Regions from separate parts of the Mus musculus genome. Here region 2 is linked to region 1. The links are chromatin contacts, called in public Hi-C maps. All regions are on one chromosome and are shown on one strand. Each heading gives the region's core, a stretch centred on a gene start, on an enhancer-like site or on the middle of the called end of the contact. The rest is flanking DNA. Distances are from core to core; before and after follow the strand shown. Region 1 has its middle 5.5 kb from the start of Galnt18. Region 2 has its middle 76 kb from the start of Galnt18.

The links. A called contact is a pair of places that touch in the nucleus more often than the background predicts.
Region 2: a Hi-C map of cortical neurons shows a contact between it and region 1, with 2.2 times the contacts expected there. The contact joins two enhancer-like sites. A contact is called at or near these places in 4 of 39 promoter capture datasets (the 3T3-L1 cell line, epiblast stem cells, hippocampal neurons and 1 more), 21 of 484 Hi-C or Micro-C datasets (cerebral cortex, cortical neurons, embryonic fibroblasts and 5 more), 3 of 115 datasets of contacts at active chromatin or transcription factors (SST interneurons, craniofacial prominence and neural progenitor cells) and 1 of 9 other capture datasets (adipose tissue).

The regions. Positions count from the first base shown.
Region 1 is chr7:111,783,845-111,787,080 of GRCm38.p6, forward strand. No RefSeq gene overlaps it. Among named protein-coding and RNA genes, the nearest start is that of Galnt18, 5.5 kb to the left of the region's middle. Within about 2 kb of position 1,912, at least 13 of the 459 cell types and tissues checked have an H3K27ac peak or open chromatin away from gene starts, as enhancers often do. A contact at or near this core is called in cortical neurons, where this site is marked.
Region 2 is chr7:111,854,613-111,857,695 of GRCm38.p6, forward strand. No RefSeq gene overlaps it. Among named protein-coding and RNA genes, the nearest start is that of Galnt18, 76 kb to the left of the region's middle. Within about 2 kb of position 1,744, at least 8 of the 459 cell types and tissues checked have an H3K27ac peak or open chromatin away from gene starts, as enhancers often do. A contact at or near this core is called in cortical neurons, where this site is marked.

The DNA of each region.
Region 1 (3,236 bases), core at 662-3,161:
ATGAAAGCTTGAAATCCCAGCTCCTTCAAAGGCTGAAGCAGGAGCCAAGGCTTGCCTGGACCACAGAATAAGTTCAGGGCCAGCCTGAACCCTGACAGGAAGTGAGGCTACTGTTAAAAGATGTAATTCAGTAGTAGGGATGTCTACCAAGCACTTACTCAGTTCATCCGTTTATTCTCTCTCTCTCTCTCTCTCTCTCTCTCTCTCTCTCTGTGTGTGTGTGTGTGTGTGTGTGTGTGTGTGTGTGTGTGTGTGTGTGTGCATGCACATATGTGTGTACGTGATGTATGCAGGTATTCATGGGAACCAGACAGGGAGTAAGATCCCCTGATGCTAGAGGTATAAGGGTTGTGAGCTGTCTGACATCTGTGCTGGAAACTGAACCAAGGTCCCCTGCAATAGCAGCAAGTGCTCTTAGCCACCGAGCCATCTCTCCATCCCACACATGAGAACAGTCTCACAGTGATGTTGATCAATGTGGTATCTTCACAGTGTTCATATCCATGAAAGCCACAGGCCTGGTTTTGAGTTCTGCTCCTGCCACACCCTAGCTATGGGAATGTTTGTGGGTGATTTATGTCTCATATCCCTACCCCCTCACCTGGAAGGTGTCATCTCCACTGATGGGATTGTTTGAAGATGATGTAAAGGAAAATGTGTAAGACTTGGCGCTCAGCTGTGCTAAGTATTCAACACATGCTAGTTCAGATCGTGCTCAGCATTTTTTACTTAATAATAAATGATGATAATTCACTCTCAGTCCATAATTATACATATTATATAACATACACATGCAACCCAGGAACTAAATGTATACTTCCAAATGTTTTATTCTGTGAAGGGATGCATAGACATTTTTCTATGCTATTTCTATAAGTAAAAATGAGTCAGGTTGATCTACAAGGTCTGGCTGTGTCTCATTAGGCCACCCAGACCTGCAGGCAGGGAAGCTGGCAAGGTCCTGACCACATGAGTCTCCTCTTGACCTTTATAGCAACTTGATGACCTTCTGCCCAGGCATCGAGGTTGCCACTTTGTGGTTAAGAGGACTGTATTAAATGTCAAGCATTAAAAGAATAAACATGGTAGAGGCCTCTGACTTTGAGCCTAGAGTACCTTCTACTGCAGTGATAGTTTATGGATAACCATCTTCCATGGAGAGATCAATAATTAGACTTACAAGTGACAGACACTGGAAGTATTGCTTTGGGAAAGAAAACTGGAAATGGGAAAGTGCCTAAGCCCTACTTGAACATTGCCTCCTGAACGAGGAAGAGCAAAGTGTGCTCTCTCTCTCTCTCTCTCTCTCTCTCTCTCTCTCTCTCTCTCTCTCTCTCTCTCTCACACACACACACACACACACACACACACACACACACACACACACGTTTTGAAAGTAACAGTCTGGTTGGACATGACATTTCTAGAGTCCCTCTACACAGATAGAACCAGAGGCCTCAGAGCAAGAGCAAGTGCCCTGGAACAGCCTGGAATGGAGCGTAGGAACGCAGGAAGGGTCATAGCTAAGCCATGAAATTCTCCATTAGAAAATACCTGGTGGCTACCTGGATGCCCAGGCATAAAGTCAGGAGGCCCCTTCAGCTTTACTCTACCCTGATCCCTCATTCTCAGCCTCAGAAATAGTGGGAGTCCCCTGTGAGGAATCGTAGGTGCCTGCCAGACATGAGGAGCAGTGGCCTTTTCCATACTGGTACACAGCAGCCTGGGACACCATCCGCCCATAGGCATGCTCCGGGTTGTATTGTCTGCCAGATGGCGAATAAAATATTCAACAGTCCCACCAACTTCTCTCAACAGCGAGGTGACTGGCTTGCTCGGGAACAGAGTGATTTCGGTGGAAAGCCCAAATTGCAAGTGGCAAGTAGCAGCTGGGAGGTAAGTCTGCAATCTGCTTCTGACAGAGCTAGAGCCCAGAGCTTGGGGCAGCTTGGGTTTGCAGCACGCTGAGATCCCCTCCTCCAGAGATGTGGAATATGTCATCAAAGGATTTGTCTAATTCTGGTTCCAAGACAAAACGACAGATGCACAAGAGCACAGACTGCTCAGAAGAGCAAGCCCAGCTAACATCGCCTCACCAGGTGCCTATGGATTCTTGGACGAGGCAGGACAGATTCATAGGGAACACTTCAATCAAAGTCCTGTCAGAGAGTCCAAACTCATAGAGGCCAGAAGACTCACCCAATGTCCACAGACTTCACTTGTAAATGTCATGAGGGGCCTGACCCGCTTCAGAATACAGTTATATTCTGCCCTCAAGTAGTTGAACAGATAGGAGTCCTTGTCACCCAACCTGATATCTCGAAAGGTCTCCACAGCTACGGAAGAAGGAGGCCCGCCATGTTGAACATGTGTGCATTAGAAAAGCTAACTCCCATCTCACCGATTTTCCTGCTATCAGATTGTACTTTAAAACCCAAACACGCAGATTTGTTTGTTTTTCAATATGTTATCATAAATATTTCACTGCCTGCTCTCTCTTCAGCTCTAAACAATGTTGCCAATTATCTGGATGTAGTTAGGTCTAATGACATTTCTATCTTCTTCATCTTTTCCCCTACCTTGAACACTGCTATCATCCCGTCGTGTCCCACCATCTCATTCTCACTACTAAGACCTCCGTGACCTCCTGCTTCCCTGCTGTTACCCTCCTCTAGTCACTAAGCGTTGCTGTTCCCAAGAGTCAGTCTAAGTCTCTCTCCAGTCCTTGTCCATTCCAGTCACACAAACTGTCACCTACTGCTAACTATATGCACATGAGCTCCGCCAGGTCTCTCTCCAGGCTGCAAGCTACACTCCCAGCACCCACCTGACACAGCACAAGAGCATCCAGAATCCAAACGCTAAAACAAGCTCATGAGTTGCCCTTCTCCCCACTTACCTCCTAACCTGGTCCTTCAGTGTTCTCGAACTCAACAAATGACCAGTGTTCATGCAAAACTTGACAGCCCCCTCTCCTTTGATTCTCAGACACTATGACCGAGTCATGTTGGCTGTGTCTACTACCAATTACATGTGACAAAAAAAGTCCACCTTTCACCTTGTCTGCTACCAAGATTCTCCCTTTGTCTCTCATCTAGACTATGAATTGATAACCATTTTGCCCATGGGCTCCTGGGAAACATCGATAAACCTGACTTTTGTTCAAAACAATAACATCAGCACCTATCACAGCGCTGCATAAATAACTAATAAATTAATGAATAATGTTTTTACTT
Region 2 (3,083 bases), core at 494-2,993, 71 kb after region 1:
CAACCCAGGACATGGTTTTTGTACTTAAAAGCTCACTCTGAGAAAGGCTCAGTTCTACACTTGGATACTGAACATCCAGCGTAGCCACAGGCCAGCTAATAAAGACTTTCTATTGGCTTAAACAAACGTCTGAACAGTCTTCTCTGGTGAATAGCCCACAACAGGTCCATGCCACCGAAATTAAGTGTGGGTCCCCTCTGCCTTACCTCAGTTATATATAAAAAGTATGCTTCTATGTTGATTCTAAATCTAGTCAAGTTAATAATAACTTCAACTATCAAACCCTCTCTGAGCATAGGACTTCTAGTTATCTTGCATTCAAACTTCACAATAACCCTAAGAGGGAGCATTATCCCATTTTACAGATGAAAAACTGAGATAGAAGCTTCAAGAAAACAGCCATCAGTGTTCTGAACCCAGGCCATTTGCTTGTAAATCATGGTCATTGAACCCTGACACTGGCTAGCCAATTAGCCCTGAGAGACAGATATACAAAGCTGAGAAATTCAGGCCTCATATCCAAGTCTCCTCTTCCTGTCCTCACTTTGACTCAGTGGCTGCTATGCCCTCTGGTCTGTGTAGTAGAGGGCTAAGCAACATGTTCCCGGAAGGTTCTAAGCCCATGTGGAAGGAGACTGTTACCAATTGAACCAGAACCCCCCTGAGTGTGGACGAGATGAGGTGGCTATAAATAACCATAAAGGTGTGAAGACAGTCTCTCCCCTGGGGCTCCCCCTGCAAAAGGTTGATGGGAATTGATGAGGCTACAGGGACATGCCAATCCTCCTGCTCTCAGAACCAGGTGTGGTTATTTACAGAAATGTCACTTTCTCGGCCTCCCCTCCCCATCTCTGCCAGAGGCTGGAGACCAGATAATAGCAATTTACTGCAGCCCTAGGGCACAAGGCAATGAGCCACCTGTGTGCCCCACGCCTACCAAGCATGCCCTGCTCCAGCTCAGACTTGCAGAGAAAGAGAGGGGTGGAAGCAGAGAATCAATTAAGTAGCGTTCATGCAACTATATCACAAACAACCACACTAAGTCAAGAGGAGTTACTGTGAACTCCCTCACTTTCAAGTTCACAGTAAGGAAGTAAATGGAGCCCTGGACCAAGTCAGAAAACATGGATTCTGACCCAAAGGGGCTGTCTCTTAGTCAAGCAATGTCTGAGTCTGTGTTCATGATAGGCGATCTGATGGCCAATGAATCTCGGAGTCTGGGTGTCTGTGAAATGGAGCTAGGCTACACCATTTGGCAGACGCAAAGGGGATTTTAAGAGTAACTGAAGACTGGGGCTGTGAGAGGCCATCATTAATAGAGTAATTATCACATCAGTGCGGCCCCCAAGTAGATGCAACCACTCCTGTAGGAGTAGGGACCACAGAGTGGTCCCGGGATGCCCATGACAACAGCTTGCTAGTTCTCTGCTGCACTCAAGGCAAGAGCCAAGTCTAAATGCAATGCACACATCTGAATTCTCAGGGTACCTCAACAATGGGTGAAGGTCATTCTGATAGAAAAGGTTGTTCCTGCACAAAACAACAACAACAGCAATAACAAAAATATATGTCTCAGGAGAGAGTAAAACATTTTAAAGAACAGGGACAGAACCACCTCTCAAGGTTACGCCTGCCAGTTGGAAGCCTGTGCGGAGAGTTATCAAACCTTAACTATACTGAAGCGAAAATCGCCCAGCTCCTCGGTTGCTAAGGGTGACTTTAAAAGATACACCAAAAACTAAAATTAGATCTTCCACACAACCCAGCTATACCACTCCCAAAAGACTCCATGTCAACATATCACAGGGATACCAGCACACCGTGTCCCCAAAGTGCTTTTCGTGACAAGCAACTAGAGAACCAACCTGGGCAATTATCAGCAGAGGCTGATTAGAGACAATGGGGCCTGCATCCACGATGGAATGACGGTTAAGTCATTTGCAGGAAACCAGCATAGCTAGAGATGACTAGATTAAATGACTAAACCAGTCTCAGAAAGACAAATAATGCTTTCTCTTTTTTTATGGCACCAAGGTTTAATAGATACATAGAATCACATAGGTATCCATGGCATGAAAGTAAAGGAAAAAGAATAGAAATAGGAGAAAAAAAGAGGAGAAAGGGGTAAGGGGTGGGGAGGTAAAGAGGGGAAGGGAGGTCTGGGATATGTTCCATATACATTATACCCTTAGTTAAGACACACCAGTGTCTCTCACTTCAGGGTGTCCTGAGTACGGGAGGCAGAGCGTTGGGGAGGACAGGCTAGTGCACCACAGACATCTGAGTTAGAGGTGCCAGCCCTACAGTGCTGGCCCACAGTGCCTCTCCCACAGAGGATGCAGGATGCCGTCCTCTCCGCTTCTCCATGGGAATCCCCACCCTTTCCCATCAATCAAGCCATTTGCCCTGTAAATGGCAGAGGCCAGACTAGAAACCAGGTGAGTCTACTTCACCAGCACCGTAACACCCTCTCTGTCTGTAATTGGTTCCCATGGCAAGGGCTCAGCTCCTCAGGGATCTAGTTAGCGTCAATGGCCACAGGTGCAAAAGGAACGCCATCTTATCCCTACTAATCAGCATAGCCTTCAGCCACCTGGCACCACTGCGTCTCAACAGCACAAGGTTCTGCTTGGGAAGGAAATCCTTAAAGCCAGCCGCTGTCAACAGGATGTCAGGTCAGAGGGACCTGGGGAGTGCCAGTCTCCAGGAGGAAGGGAGACATCACCTTCCCTCAGAAGACCATTGCAGGCAGGAACTGATTGAGAATACGTTCAAAGCAGCAACCTGGGTTTATTTATTATTTTTTTAATTTAAAAAAATTGTATTTACTTAGAAGCATTCAGAATGTCAACAAAACAGCCACATTTTTTTTTTTTTTGCAATTACAGAGTGGTATTCAGTTAACAGAACAAAAATTATCTTTGTATAAGCTGCATCAGAGACAACTGAAGATGAAAAAATAAATAAAACCCAAAAATAAAACCAAAAGAAAAAAAAACAAGAAACAAACTACTGTCCCCATATATAACTAATTTGTGATGTGCACCAACAAGAACCTGCTTTAAATTGCCATGCCAATTTAC